3 separate regions of the Mus musculus genome follow, and all the other regions are linked to region 1. The links are chromatin contacts, called in public HiCAR-type and promoter capture Hi-C maps. All regions are on one chromosome and are shown on one strand. Each heading gives the region's core, a stretch centred on a gene start, on an enhancer-like site or on the middle of the called end of the contact. The rest is flanking DNA. Distances are from core to core; before and after follow the strand shown.

Region 1 (4,319 bases), core at 1,261-3,760:
GGGAAGCCATTTTTTTAAGAAAAGGCACATTTTCCATTAGTCTATAAAACTCAAGCTCCACTTCAGTATAATTAATAATATATGTCACAAGGATTAAATTAATACAACTGTGAGAATAGAGTTAACTGAAGCAGACCACTCAAGGAGCATGTAGAATATGTTCTATATGTGTGTGCAGGACAAGGGGACTAGGGTACACACATAGGAGAGATCACACTGAAATGCTGATCTTGGTTTTGTTTGGCTCTGCCTTCCATTGCCTCAGAGTTGGCAGACAAGTCATCCAACTTTGCCTACCTTAGGATCTTCTTGGTTTTATGTTAAGCCCACTTAAGACTCCTGTTTTAGGACACCAACGTTTTAGAGTACTTACAGAAGGAAAAACTAAAAGCTGTGCGAGTTTTATTTTTTAAAACAATGGCAAAAATACAGATTGCTTGGTTTGTAACTTGCTATTTCCCAGGGCTGACTTCCTCAGTCCCTGCAGCCTAAATACATCGGGCTTTATCAGTAAAGATTTAGGTTCTGTATTTATAATGTAACTCTCACACTATCCTTCCACTTGCTCCTCCTCATCCTGCTTCATCCTATCGTCGGCTTGTTTTAAGCAAAAAGGTTGGCAAAGCACTGCAAATACCATAAGCTTAAGATTTCAAACGATTTTAAAGGATGCATTTTCAAGTAAATGTATTGTCTGCTTCAATAAATTCCTTCCTCTCCAAGTGGTTGAATTCTCATTAACAGAATAAAAACCAATCAATTTCATAAACTAAAACATAGGTGGCCTATGTTTTTGTTGTTGTTGTTTGCTTTAAGCAGATCCTAATGTATTCCCTTAGGAACATGAACGCATTACCCACCCAGTGGAAAAAATAATTCTGCTGGTTCATTTCCCTGCTAAACAACAGCTTCGCTGTCAGGCCCTACCTAAACCCAGCCCTCATTGTCACCTAGTAATTTTAAATTGATCAGCTTGGCAGACTTGGGACTCTAGCCTGTACAGCCTGTCTTTATACTCTTTGGGGATGGGGGTCAGGACGACAGTTTATACTCAAAATCAGAAAACAGAGATCATATGACTTAGGACACAATTCCTTGTCTTCCCGTACATGTCACGCAGCTGCTCTCTCTCTCTCTCTCCCTTGAATAAAAATGGAAGTGAACTAGACCCAAACCCAACAACTGAATCTTGGGACAATGAAGCCCACAGGAAGCCACTCGCTCCTCCCGTGGGTTTACTACCGAGCTGGAGGCTACGTGGTGTGCTGTCGCCCGGCAGCCTGCGTGACAGCACGTCTTCCACGCCCTCCCAACGCCATCTGAAGGCTAGTCGTCCGTCACCCCCTCCTCACCGCCGCCACCCTCCTCACACCCCGAAACCAACCCTACAAAAGGGATGGGCGCCCTGGAAAACTCCCTTGCCCAGCGGCAGCGCAGCCATTCCTTAGACGCTCCGCCCGCAGCGTTCCCAGGCAGCTCAGGCGGCGGCTACACAAAGCGGGAGTGAACAGAAGAGGACCGGGCGCACTGAAGGGAAGCCGGCCCTGTGCAGCCGGCCGCAGCCCATGGGGGAGGGGAGGGAGGGGACGGGAGGGCGGCGGCCGCGCGGGGCGTCCCGGTGGCGCCCCTCGCCCTCCAGGCCCGCACTCCATCCCGCCGCGGGCCGCGCCCAGGCCCCGGCCCCGGCCGCCGGAGCTATGGATGTGCAGAATCCCGGGCCATGCCGACCCCGAGCGCATCACTTACCCCTCACCGCAGAGAGGGACCGGACCGGGAGGCGGGGCGCGGCGCGTCCCGTCTGTCTCTGCCACGCTGTCCTCCCCCCACCCCCTCGCCGTTGTCGTCGTCGTCGTCGCCGCCGCCGTGGAGCTGGGGGCCCCTCGGTTCCGCTGGGCAATAACGTTATTCCACACACGCCCCACACATAGCGGGAACGGCAGCGAACGGCAGCTCAGTGCGCAGGCGCCTCGCAAAGGGCAGCGAGCCAGGTCCTCTCCCTCCTCCAGCCAGGGCCCAGCGATGCCTCACTGCGCAGGCGCCAGACCCAGACAATGAAAGGGGGCTTTGCAGAGGGTCTCACCCACACGCTCTCGCAGCTGCCCACTGCGCAGGCGTGCCCTCAAGACAGTCTTGAACAATAAAGAGCCGCTTGGCTGGAGTGGGACCGCAACCAACCAGGACTACGATTCCCAGCGGGCAGCGCGCCAACTCCACGCGGAGGGCGGGGCTCTGAGCAGGCTAGGAGTTGCAGTGTCCGTCACTTTCACAGTTTGGCTGTTTGGAAGATTTACACTTCATTTTCTAGAGAAAAACAGTTTTGACAGAACTCCTAACTAAAACCGAGTTTGCAGTGAATGCTTGCGAGGGCTCAGGGATCAACTCCACACCGGCCCGTTTTGAAGAGTCTTAAGTCCTTCACCGGGCCGGTTCTGTCAGCGAGTCTATCCAGCTGGCTGAGGATGGCAGGACAGCGGGACTAATCCAAGCGATGCAAAAGGGAAAGGGCGCGGCGCGCCAACCCGTCTCTTGGCAACAGCCTCAGGCCGCTAAACTGTCGGAGTGGCGCTCCGAGCGCATAGCCCTCTGGGAAGCGTAGTATAGCTGGAAGGCTCATAGGACTCTCGAGGCTGCAGGCTTTAAGCCTGAGAACTACAATTCCCGACGTTCACCATGAGGGCCAGGGGGTAGGAAGAGCCCCTAGGAGCTCGGTCCGGGGTTCCTGGTTCCCTAGTGACAGCAGCGACAGGAAGCAGGCAGGCATCCCCTCATCCCCAGCGCTAGGCCTGTCCTCGGAGGGGTGCACTGGATACTTTCCCGCATAACTCCCATCTCTGACCCCATGGCGAAGTCCCCAGGGAACTCTACCCTGGAGGACAGTCTGGGGCAATACCAACGGAGTCTCCGGGGTGAGTTGCTCCGAATCTCAGTGCCTAGTAGCTCTTAGGTACCACGGGCAATAGTGGGTTGTTTTTTGTTTTTTTGTTTTTGTTTTGTTTTGTTTTTTCCAGAGACTTTCCTTGAGCACTAGCCAGGCTGTGGAGGAAGACGACCGATGTTGCTCTGACCTTATGGATGAAATCTTTTAGTTTTGTTTTTAGGATTAAGCAGCATTATCCTTATCCTTGTGGTTGGTTACCTGACCCAACAAGGAACCTACATCTTGATTTAAGTGTCTTATCAACCAGTGCCAGCACAAACTCATGGGCAGCTCCATGCCACTTTTACCCTGTTGCCATACTGTTGCTGTTTAATTCAATAAATTCCTTATTTATATTTCTTACACATGCAAATTCTGGTGTAGTATAGCAAATCTGACGTATAAGTCCAGAAAGAAAACACTAATAGTTATTTGAAATAATACAATATCTACTGATCTACATTATTTTCATATAGCAAAGTATTTAAAACTTTATCTCACTAATGACTCCATTTTACTGGTCAGGAAACCAAAGCCAAAACTCACACAGCTGGTTGGTAGCGGCAAAGGCATGTACAGAATTCAGGCCTATCCACCTTCAAAGCCTATGCCTTTCTTATTAATCAAGTAATAATTACTATAATCGAAGCCTAGCTTAGTTAATTCAAGTTTTCTGAGCAAAGAACCAGAAGAATAATTATCTGGCAAAGTGCTCTCCATACTCATAGCTAGCTAGCTCTGTTCTTTTGACCACATGTGAAATCTCCGGAAACTTGAGACTTTGTTATAGTGAATTCGTGGTGTCAACTACAACATGATTATTATGGAGAACAAGTTAACCAAAAGAATAATGAACATAAGACTGATTTATTTTCAGAAGTTAAGAAATCTGTAGCAAGAAATGTGTGCTAGGGGCTGGGAATGTGGCTTAGTATTAGAATGCTTGTCTGGTGTGTGGAAAAGAAGGAAGGAGAGATGGGCAAGTTAATGTGGGACTTAGAAAGATTTCACTAAAGACTTTATTCCACGGGTTATGATGTACTTTTTCCTATTCTGCATTTTCATAACCCCATATGCTATGGCCAACAGATAAAATATTTGAATCATTTATAACCTGAATTATTCAGCAAATGATAACTCAATGCCTGATTTGGATTAGCCATATTAGGTGATGAATCGGCCACAAGTCTCTATGGTGTGGAGTCTTTGGATTAATGAGGGAGACAATAAGCAAAGCAATCGCAGATTGCTATAGTTCAAAATAAGGGTGTAACCAATGTTTGGCACACAAATGCTTATTGAACGTTAGCTGCTAGCATTTGCTTCCTTTAAAATTTAAATCCTTTTCTGAGAAGACTAGAAAGTTTATCTCCGTAGGACTTTGTAGGCTATTGTTTGTCAT
Region 2 (4,319 bases), core at 486-2,985, 2.7 Mb after region 1:
AAGAGATTTCAGAACTCCCAAGCTTTCAGAAACTCAACAAGCATGGAACACTCAACAGGTCCTAGTCTTTATAGATATATTACTTTAGGAACATAAAAATATACCTCCAAATGTGGAATAAAAGTCTTTTCACTTTCAAAGGCAACCACTCTGGCACCAGCTTTAAGTAATGCCCCAGTCAGGATTCCAGGACCTGGTATATTAACAGAAAAACTTTATTTGCAAAATAAACAACATACTGTCTGATTCTGTCTCTCCATTTCTATCTGTCTGTCTGTCTGTCTGTCTGTCTCTCTCTCTCTCTCTCTCTCTGTGTGTGTGTGTGTGTGTCTTTCTCTTCCTCTATTTTTAAGACAGGATCTCACTGTGTAGCTCTGGCTGTCCTGGAATTCACTCTGTAGACCTCGATGGCCTCCAACTCACAGATCAGTCTGCCTCTTGCTGGGATTAAAGGTGTGTGCCATTGCATCCGGCCACAGTCACTTTCAAAGTCGACTTTACACAAGCTTCAACGACACAATGTTTCCAGATAACATTCTTTTTGCATATAGAAAACTATGATTAGGCAGTTACCTTGAACCCACAACATCTCAACAGGTAAGCTGTACAGCCTTCTGTCTGTCAGTGACAGCAACACTTACTGTCCTAACAAATGTCACTATTTCCTAGAAGAAAAACAAGTATATAAGATAGTATGTAAGATTGCGACTACCTCTTACTCACGGACTATTTGAATGTTTAGCCATAAAAATTACTGTCAAGTCTAAACGAAATGACTGTCAGTAAGAAGTGATGCTTAAGAAAGAAAAAAATACAATTCAGGGTCAATGAGAACGCTCAGAGGGCAATGGCGGTTGGCGTAAAGCCTGAACACTTCGTTTCAATCATTGAGATCACAAGTGTAGGGCGAGAACTGACTCTCGCTAAGTCGTCTTCTGACCTAAACACGCGCGCATACACAATAAACAAACACTAATTTAGGATATTGGGCACGTAAACGCTAAGGGCAAAGCTTCTGTTCAACTCACCTGGATTGCACTCTAGTATAATTTGACGGGATGGGTTTTGGTGCTCCAGCAGGTCCCGTACCAGGTTCCTGGCCGCTTTCTTACATGCTATGTGACGCGTAGGCTCCGATCGATTCCTGGATGTCCACGGGGACGACTCCTCCAAATCAGAATCAGGCAACGGCTCTATATTGAAGTCAGAGAAGCCGCGGCGGTTCCTCGTTTGCCAGTCCTTCCGCGTCGCCGCTCCGGACCCTAGAATGCAAGATGGGCCGCGGGCCAACGCTGACAGCGCGATCCGCGGGGGAAGCCGCATCGCCGGTCCCCTCATCCTCCTCTAAAGTCCACCTCAAACACCAGTTAAGGTAGCCTCTGCGAAGAACGCAGAGCACCCCATCACACGTGCACACATTTCACCACCACACTAGGCCGGGCGGAAGTAAACATTACGAATGGCGCATGCGAACGACCTAGCCTCAGTCCTTTGCTCACTCGCTTCCGCTTCCGCCTAGGCTCCGCCCCCAGGCTCCTGTGCGTGGACTCTCCGGGTGTGTCCGTGCTGGAACTCTATGGTCGCCCGCCCTCCGCACTTCCTCTCTAGCCGCGGTCTCGCACTCTATGCTCCTCGGTCCGGCCGCCAGCCGGGAGGGTTGCGCAGAGGGAGGCGGGGCGGGAAGGCTAGAGGTGTCCGATCCTCCAGTGCCGCGGGAGACCCGAGCCGGCGGTGTGACAGCTCGTCGGCCGCCATGTCAGCGCGCGGGGCTGGAAACAGACCCGGCGCCCGGCGGTAGCCCTTGCATTGCCTCGGATGCCCAGGTAAGACCAGCAGCCCGGCTGCAGGGGATCAGCCGGCTGGCGGCGACCGCCGAGCTGTGGGGAGTCGCTGGCTCCTCCCCGGGCGCTGTCCTCCCCGGAGTTGCAGCGGGTCCCTCTCGCATCCGCCCCCTCTCGGATCTCCTGTTTTCCCCGCTTTTCTGCGGGTACGCGGTTGTCGCGCGTCGCGCCAATTTCTCCGCGCGCGCTCCCCTCCCCGGGGACCCGGCAGCTTCTACTCCGCGTCGGTGTCTCTGTTCGGTGGCCCGTCGCCTGTGCCAGCTTCCCTGCGGGTAGCTTTTATTTGCCCCCATATACCTTCTTTCCCCTCCACAGCTACCTCTTTGGTTGTCAGGAACCGCCGAGTGCCTCCCTTCTTTCCCTCCCTGTGGGCCAAGATTTACCTTTTCTTTTTAATATGCATGTTTGCAAGACTGAAATTTCAGGCTGAAAAATTTTAATATTTGAAAGCTTAAAATTCCTTCCCATGTTTAAAAGGATTAAAGCCTTAGGAAGCTTCCTTATTCTCTGTGTAAACTTAGTTAAGCACATTGTACCGTAGAATGCAATTTAAAAGGCCGATTGCAAAGACTAAAAATAGGATACTCTAATGGGAATTTTGGCAGTGTTAGAAGATCCTTTTCTTTGAGAGTGATTTCGGTGTTTGGGGATCGTACTCAAAGCTTTGCCCATTATCCCTTCCATCAAGGCTGGAAGCTGCGGCCAATCAACTTCTTAGTTTAAAATATGTACAATCCTTTCTGCTTACTCTGCTGGCAGCATAATTGAGCTTGGCATATAAATGCACAAGGAAAGAGTTTCTCAGGAATGTGTCACCTGCCAAGTAGCCTCAAGATTGCCCTTAGCTAATGAAACTCTAGGGCGGAAAGAATTGACACCTGAAGATGGCCTTTTTTGCATGGTAAGTTAGTACACTGCAGAAGCTATTAACTGTTGTTCACTGATCTTGATTTTGTTAAGTTTTTGTTTTGTTTTTTAACATCCTTTCTTTATTGAAATTATTCTTCCCAGGCATGGTGGTAAAAGTCTGTGCTCCTGGCATTCAGGAGGCTGATTACCCACCAGTTGGAGGCCAGCCTGGGATGCATAGAGTTCAGGGCTAGTTTAGGATATAGTGAAACCATGTCTCAGGAAAAGAAAAAAAGCAAAGGTGACCCCCCCCCATTGGCATTTTGATAAACTCAGAAGGATTCTAGACTTGCACCCCTCCCCAGAGCTATATTTTAACAATTGAATATGGCAGAATGATTTTTATAATTTTTATTAATTAAATAATTAATTAACTTTACCTCACGATCCTTGCCTCCCCTGCCTCCTCTCCTCCCAGTCCCTCCCTCAGAATGATTTTTAAAAAATATCAGAGCAATAACAAAATTTACTTACCCAGTATATTCTTGAGTTTTTCATTTTTAAAATAAGCCTCTTAAGGCAAGGGGATTGTAGCTCAGTGGTAGACCACTTCGCACGTATAAGGCCCTGAATTCCAGACCTAGCACCATTTTTAAAAATTTCACAATGCCTGTGGACCACAGCCTACTCAGTCCAAGGAAACTTGGGGCAGGGTTTATTTTCCTTTTGAGTGGTTGGCGTTAGGAAAGTTATATTTATCATTGTCCTTCTTTGTTAGGGGTCAAAGCCTGGGCTTTGCACACGCGCTGGGCGAGTGCTCTGCCCTGGAGCTACCTCCCCAGCTCCCTGTTTCTGTTTGTGTATGTGGTATGCATGTGTGTGCCTGTGTAGTGTGATGTCACGTGACTGTCACTGTCCACTGTTTTGTTGAGACATGTTCTGTTCCTGACCCTGGAGCTCAGATCCTGCTGGGCTGGCTGTCCGTCAGTGTCCACGGCTCCGTCTGCCTCCATCCTCCACGCACTCAGGTTATGGGTGTGGGTCTTTGGGGATCAGGACTCAGGTTTCCATGTTTTCTCTGCAAACGCCTTCCCGCCTGAGCCCCCACCCTTGGTTAACTCAGCATCCCTGGCACTGCAGGCCTTTGCCATGTGCCTAGTTGTTTCCCTCTGCATAGAGTTAATGGTATACTTGTCTGCATTTGCAGGTACTCGAGCAATACAGAAAGCACCCACCCCATGTCCATTTCACTTTTAAAATGAATCTTAGAGTCAGCATTTAGACCTACATTTTTAGAAAAGCTTAATTAAAGTTTTTTTTTTTTCACAAATTGCTTAGCAGTTGGGGCTTTTGTATCTTGTGCAATTTTTGTGCCTTTGAAGTAATTTTTCTTTCTAATAGTGCCTGCTGGTTTCTTTATGGCTGGTTTTAAATTATTTTTCTTATTAAGTTATCATAATCAGATTGCTTGAGAACGGAAACTACTGGTTTCTCTCTTTTTTTTTCTTGTAGCTTTTAAATGAGAATTGAAATTGGGAAATACTAAATGACAGTTCTGGCTTGCATCAGACTCAAGGCTGGAGAAGCATTATTCAAAGGCGTGGAAGATAATTCTAAAACTTGACTAGC
Region 3 (4,319 bases), core at 841-3,340, 2.7 Mb after region 1:
TGGTTCCTGTTCATCTTCACATCCAGGTTTCTCCCACCCTTAAAGCAAAGCTGAGAGTTCCCCAACAACCTTTCAAGAATTTTTTTTTTTTTTTTTTTTTTGGTTCTTGAATCACCATGGTTCTCGAAAGAAAAATGATAAAAGTCAGGCTCATTGTGTACTTTATTCTGGAAAATGGGAGATTCTTTCTAACGTATGACTCAAAATCAGCTCCAAGACAATATTTGTACAGAACTCCAGTACTTCATAAAATATATATATATATATATATATATATATATATATATATATAGCAAAATTTTTAAAAAGAACATCTCAGCCAGGTGTGGTGGTGCATGCCTTTAATCCCAGCACTCAGGAGGCAGAGGCAGGCAGATTTCTGTCTCGAAAAACAAAAACAAACAAACAAAAAAGAACATCTCAGGTTGAAGAGATGGTTCAGTGGTTAAGAGCACTGGCTGCCCTTCCAGAGCACCTGGGTTCAAAAGACAATCTCTGATCATTCCATTACTAATTTGTCATTGTTTATGATTAAATGCACCTGCTCTACCCACTGAGCAACACAGCCTTCAAACTATGTCTGCAAGGAGGCTTACATCATCTTTACCACTTAATGCTTTAGGACTTAAGCAGTAAGCTCTCTGCCATGGGGTGAGGTACATCTACACTCTAAATAGCCTACAAAGTATGTAACACAATGAAGGAAGAGTCCTGCTTTCTCCAATTAGTCTGTGAGAAGGGGGTTCGTGGCATTCGAGGCCGAGTTGTGAAGGGAGTGAATTGCTTTAACCCCACAAACTTCCCGCTGCTCTTTCAGCAACAAATCGCGTGCAGGTGTGTGCATGTCATTTCGATCACCACTTGAGAAGATAACAGATAACATTATTATTTGCTAACTTTAAAATGCAAAGCGAAGTCTTCAGTTATAAACTAAACAAGAATATTGTGGAAGCCGGGCGTTGGTAACAGCAAGACTTTGGGACGCAGAGAAGGCCAGCCTAGTCTACAGAGCAGCTACAGAGAAACCCTGTCTGAGGGGGCGGGGACTGAGGAGGGAGGAGAGGGGAGCGAGGGGAGTATCCTGGAATGTATAGTAAAGCTAGACTCCCCACCTCTACCCACCCCAAACACAGAGGGATGGGTCTGGAACCTACCTACCTCAGAGTCCTTATCCCAGTGCATGGTGGGAACCCGATGTGTGCGGACGGAAGTGTATATGTTACACAACTCTATAAACAGTAAAGCACCCTCCGCTGACACCGTGCTTCCAGACTTCGAAACACTGTCACATAAACTGTTGCATCTACACAGAGGTGGTGAGTTACATTTGTCCGCACAATCTCTAGAGGGCAAAGCACACCGCGAGTCCTACGCTCCTAGAGTAGACTGTTTGCATCTCTTATTTTGCTCTTTTGTTACACGGTTAATTCTCATTTGCTCCAGTCCTTAGGGATGTCTCATTCATCTTCCTAAACCCAAGCCACGTAAAATCCAGACCAGCAAAGTACAACATAAACACCAGGCTTCTCGCTCCTCCCGCAAGACAGGTCAGGTGGGGCCTCAGTTCTGATCCTGACGTACACACCCCTACTCCTTCCCAGACTCACACCCCCCTGCCACTTCTGATTTCCACAACCAATGAAGCTCGTTGCACAGGCTTTGAATATTTTTGTTCCCCAGCAAAATTATCTGCCCGACGCTTCCCCTTCATCTGCACCACTGCCTCCCCCAATTCCCACCGCAGCCTAGGGTGCTGCAGACACCCCACAGAGCTGTGCCCTCGAGGCCCACCCCCACCCGCAGAGCCACGCGCCCCGGGCTCAGGTTCCGTACGTACCCCAGTAGGCAGCGATCACAGACTACGCCACGACTCCCCTTGCACACAGTGTAAGCCAAGGGGTCGGAGCGGAAGAGCAGCTCCCCGGGGCGCAGTGGAGCCACAGCACGCAGCCCGTTTCCCCGGTTGGCAGTCGTGAACTTTTCCACCTTCAGTGCCTCCATCCTTCCTCAGATCCACACCTCAGATCCGAACTGCGTCCCTCAGCTTGAGTCTCGTGTTTTCTGACTGCGCGCCTGCGTCCTGCGCTTGCGTACACCAGGGGGCGGAGACGAGCGCGCAGGTCCTGTGAGCATGCGCAGGAGGACCTACTACAGCTCGGGATGGGGTGGTGTATTTCCTCCTGTATTTTATTCCGCGCTTTTTTTTTTCTTTTTCTTTTTCTTTTTCTTTTTGAGACGGAGTCTCACTATGTGTAGCAAAGACTGATCTGGAGCTCTCTTGATAGACCAAGGAACCTCTCTATTTAGACCTCGAACTCACAGGATTCTGCCCGCCTCAGCCTCCTCAGTTCTGGAATTCAAGGTGTGCTCCACCACGCCCAGCTTATTATGCAAATTTTAATGCATAGTGAAAAAAAAAATGGTAAGAGCCCATGAGTGGTGGCACACACCTTTAACCTCTGCACTGGGGAGGCAGAGGCAGGAAGACCTCTGAGTTTAAAGCCAGCGTGGTTTATAGAGTGAGTTTCAGGACAGCCAAGGCTATACAACAGAGAAGCCCTGTATCAAAAAAAAAAAAAAAAAAAAAAAAAGGGCAGTGGTTATCTGTATATTCAGCATCTAGATCGAAAAATTCTTAACATCTGCAGGGTTTTTTTTTAAGATTTATTTACTGTTATATGTAAGTGCACTATAGCTGTCTTCAGACTCACCAGAAAGGGCATCAGATCTCATTACAGATCTGTGGTGAGCAATCATGTGGTTTCTGGGATTTGAACTCAGGACCTTCAGAAGAGCAGTCAGTGCTCTTAACCACTGAGCCATCTCTCCAGCCCAGCATCTGCAGTTTTGGATCACACCTTCTGTATATCTATCTATATGCCTATATTTTTTTATAAACCGTTTTAGAGTTATGTTTGTTGAACCCTTTGAAATAATGTTGCAGTCAGGTCTTGAACTCAGAAACCCTTTATTCTCTTCCTCCTGAGTTCTTGGATTATGGATATACAAGCAAAGGATTATGGGTATACAATGAACAAGCAAAGGAGTAGGCACAAGACTGCCTAGGAGGGTCAGCATGATCAACCAGTTCTGATGCTCAGACTCAGCTATATGAGACCTATATCAGACCACACAAAGCTTTTTAAAGACAGCGTCTATTGTGTATCTCTGGCTGTCCTGGAACTCTCTGTGTAGATCAGGCTGGCCTTGAACTCATAGACATCCTGCCTCTGCCTTTCCTGTATACACGTCTGTGTGCCTTCTGGGAACCCCAGCAAACACACAAGTGGAAGACTAGCCTCAGTAACAGAGAAATCCTGCTTAAAACATCTTTTTCTATGAGTGATTTCTTACTTCAATCCAAATATTTTGTTGGTTTGTGACCATGCCTCACAATTTCGCCCTGGCTGACCTGAAAAATCTCTGTGTAAAGCAGGCTGGCTTGGAATTCGGAGATCTGCCTGCCTCTACCTCTCTGCCCCACCCACCAACCCTGTCCCTAATCCTGCCCCTTGCCCCACCCCTGCCTCTCTGCCTCTGCCCCTGCCCCTTCCTGTAACTTTAATTTTTTTTTGTTTTGTTTTGTTTTTTTTTTTTTTTTTTTTCGAGACAGGGTTTCTCTGTGTAGCCCTGGCTGTCCTGGAACTCACTTTGTAGACTAGGCTGGCCTTGAACTCAGAAATCCACCTGCCTCAGCCTCCCGAGTGCTGGGATTAAAGGCGTGCGTCACTACTGCCTGTAATTTTTTTTTAAAGTCTATATTTAATGATGTTTTTAAAATGTTTTAACCTCTCTTGAAGCCCACCACCTACTTGAGGTAATGGGAAAGAAAGGATACAGCGGAAGTGAGCCAGTTTAGATTTTTTTTTCTTTTTTTAGTAAATCTTATTTATGTTGTCAGGAAATCAGTAGGTTAGTTTATAGGCATCAGTATCGACAGCTCAATCATAAGCACTTTATGGATATATTAGTAGTCTAGTTAGGTAGAGTCAGGACGGTAAATATGAATCAGCAGCAATGGCACTATCTAGTAGAGGCAGTCAGGCCTCAGCCTACTCAAGAGTCAGTAGGAGGGACCCAGACTGACGTCAGCAAAGCGTTCCTTCAGGAGTCTACCTTAGCCTTTCATCTGTGTCCACTTCAGGAAAACACTCCTTCACAGGTTTCTGCCAGCAAAACACCATCCAACACAACTGACTTTCAAAAGAACCCTTAAGTTTCCACTTCCTGCCCCTGCCCCTGCCCCTGCACCTGCCTCCATCAAAGGCATGTGCCATCACACCCAGAAATATTCTTTTTTTTTTTTAACAGATCTTGCC

The links. Promoter capture Hi-C pulls out the DNA fragments that hold promoters and counts their contacts. HiCAR-type assays count read pairs that join an accessible place to other places.
Region 2: a promoter capture Hi-C map of pre-B cells shows a contact between it and region 1, with 2.7 times the contacts expected there. The contact joins the promoter of Cnst here to the promoter of Sdccag8 in region 1. A contact is called at or near these places in 7 of 39 promoter capture datasets (3T3-L1-derived adipocytes, the C10 cell line, hippocampal neurons and 3 more).
Region 3: a HiCAR-type map of astrocytes shows a contact between it and region 1, with 4 times the contacts expected there. The contact joins the promoter of Smyd3 here to the promoter of Sdccag8 in region 1.

What each region holds. Positions count from the first base shown.
Region 1 is chr1:176,812,150-176,816,468 of GRCm38.p6, forward strand. It overlaps Sdccag8 (serologically defined colon cancer antigen 8), which reads left to right and starts at 2,511. Exons shown (of 18, transcript NM_029756.3): 1 at 2,511-2,906. The coding sequence starts at 2,840. It also overlaps a transcript of Cep170 not described here.
Region 2 is chr1:179,544,794-179,549,112 of GRCm38.p6, forward strand. It overlaps Cnst (consortin, connexin sorting protein), which reads left to right and starts at 1,736. Exons shown (of 11, transcript NM_146105.3): 1 at 1,736-1,823. It overlaps Tfb2m (transcription factor B2, mitochondrial), which reads right to left and starts at 1,483. Exons shown (of 8, transcript NM_008249.5): 1 at 1,029-1,483; 2 at 105-193. The coding sequence starts at 1,338.
Region 3 is chr1:179,515,951-179,520,269 of GRCm38.p6, forward strand. Smyd3 (SET and MYND domain containing 3) reads right to left here and starts at 2,091. Exons shown (of 12, transcript NM_027188.4): 1 at 1,838-2,091. The coding sequence starts at 2,001. It also overlaps the pseudogene Gm5561.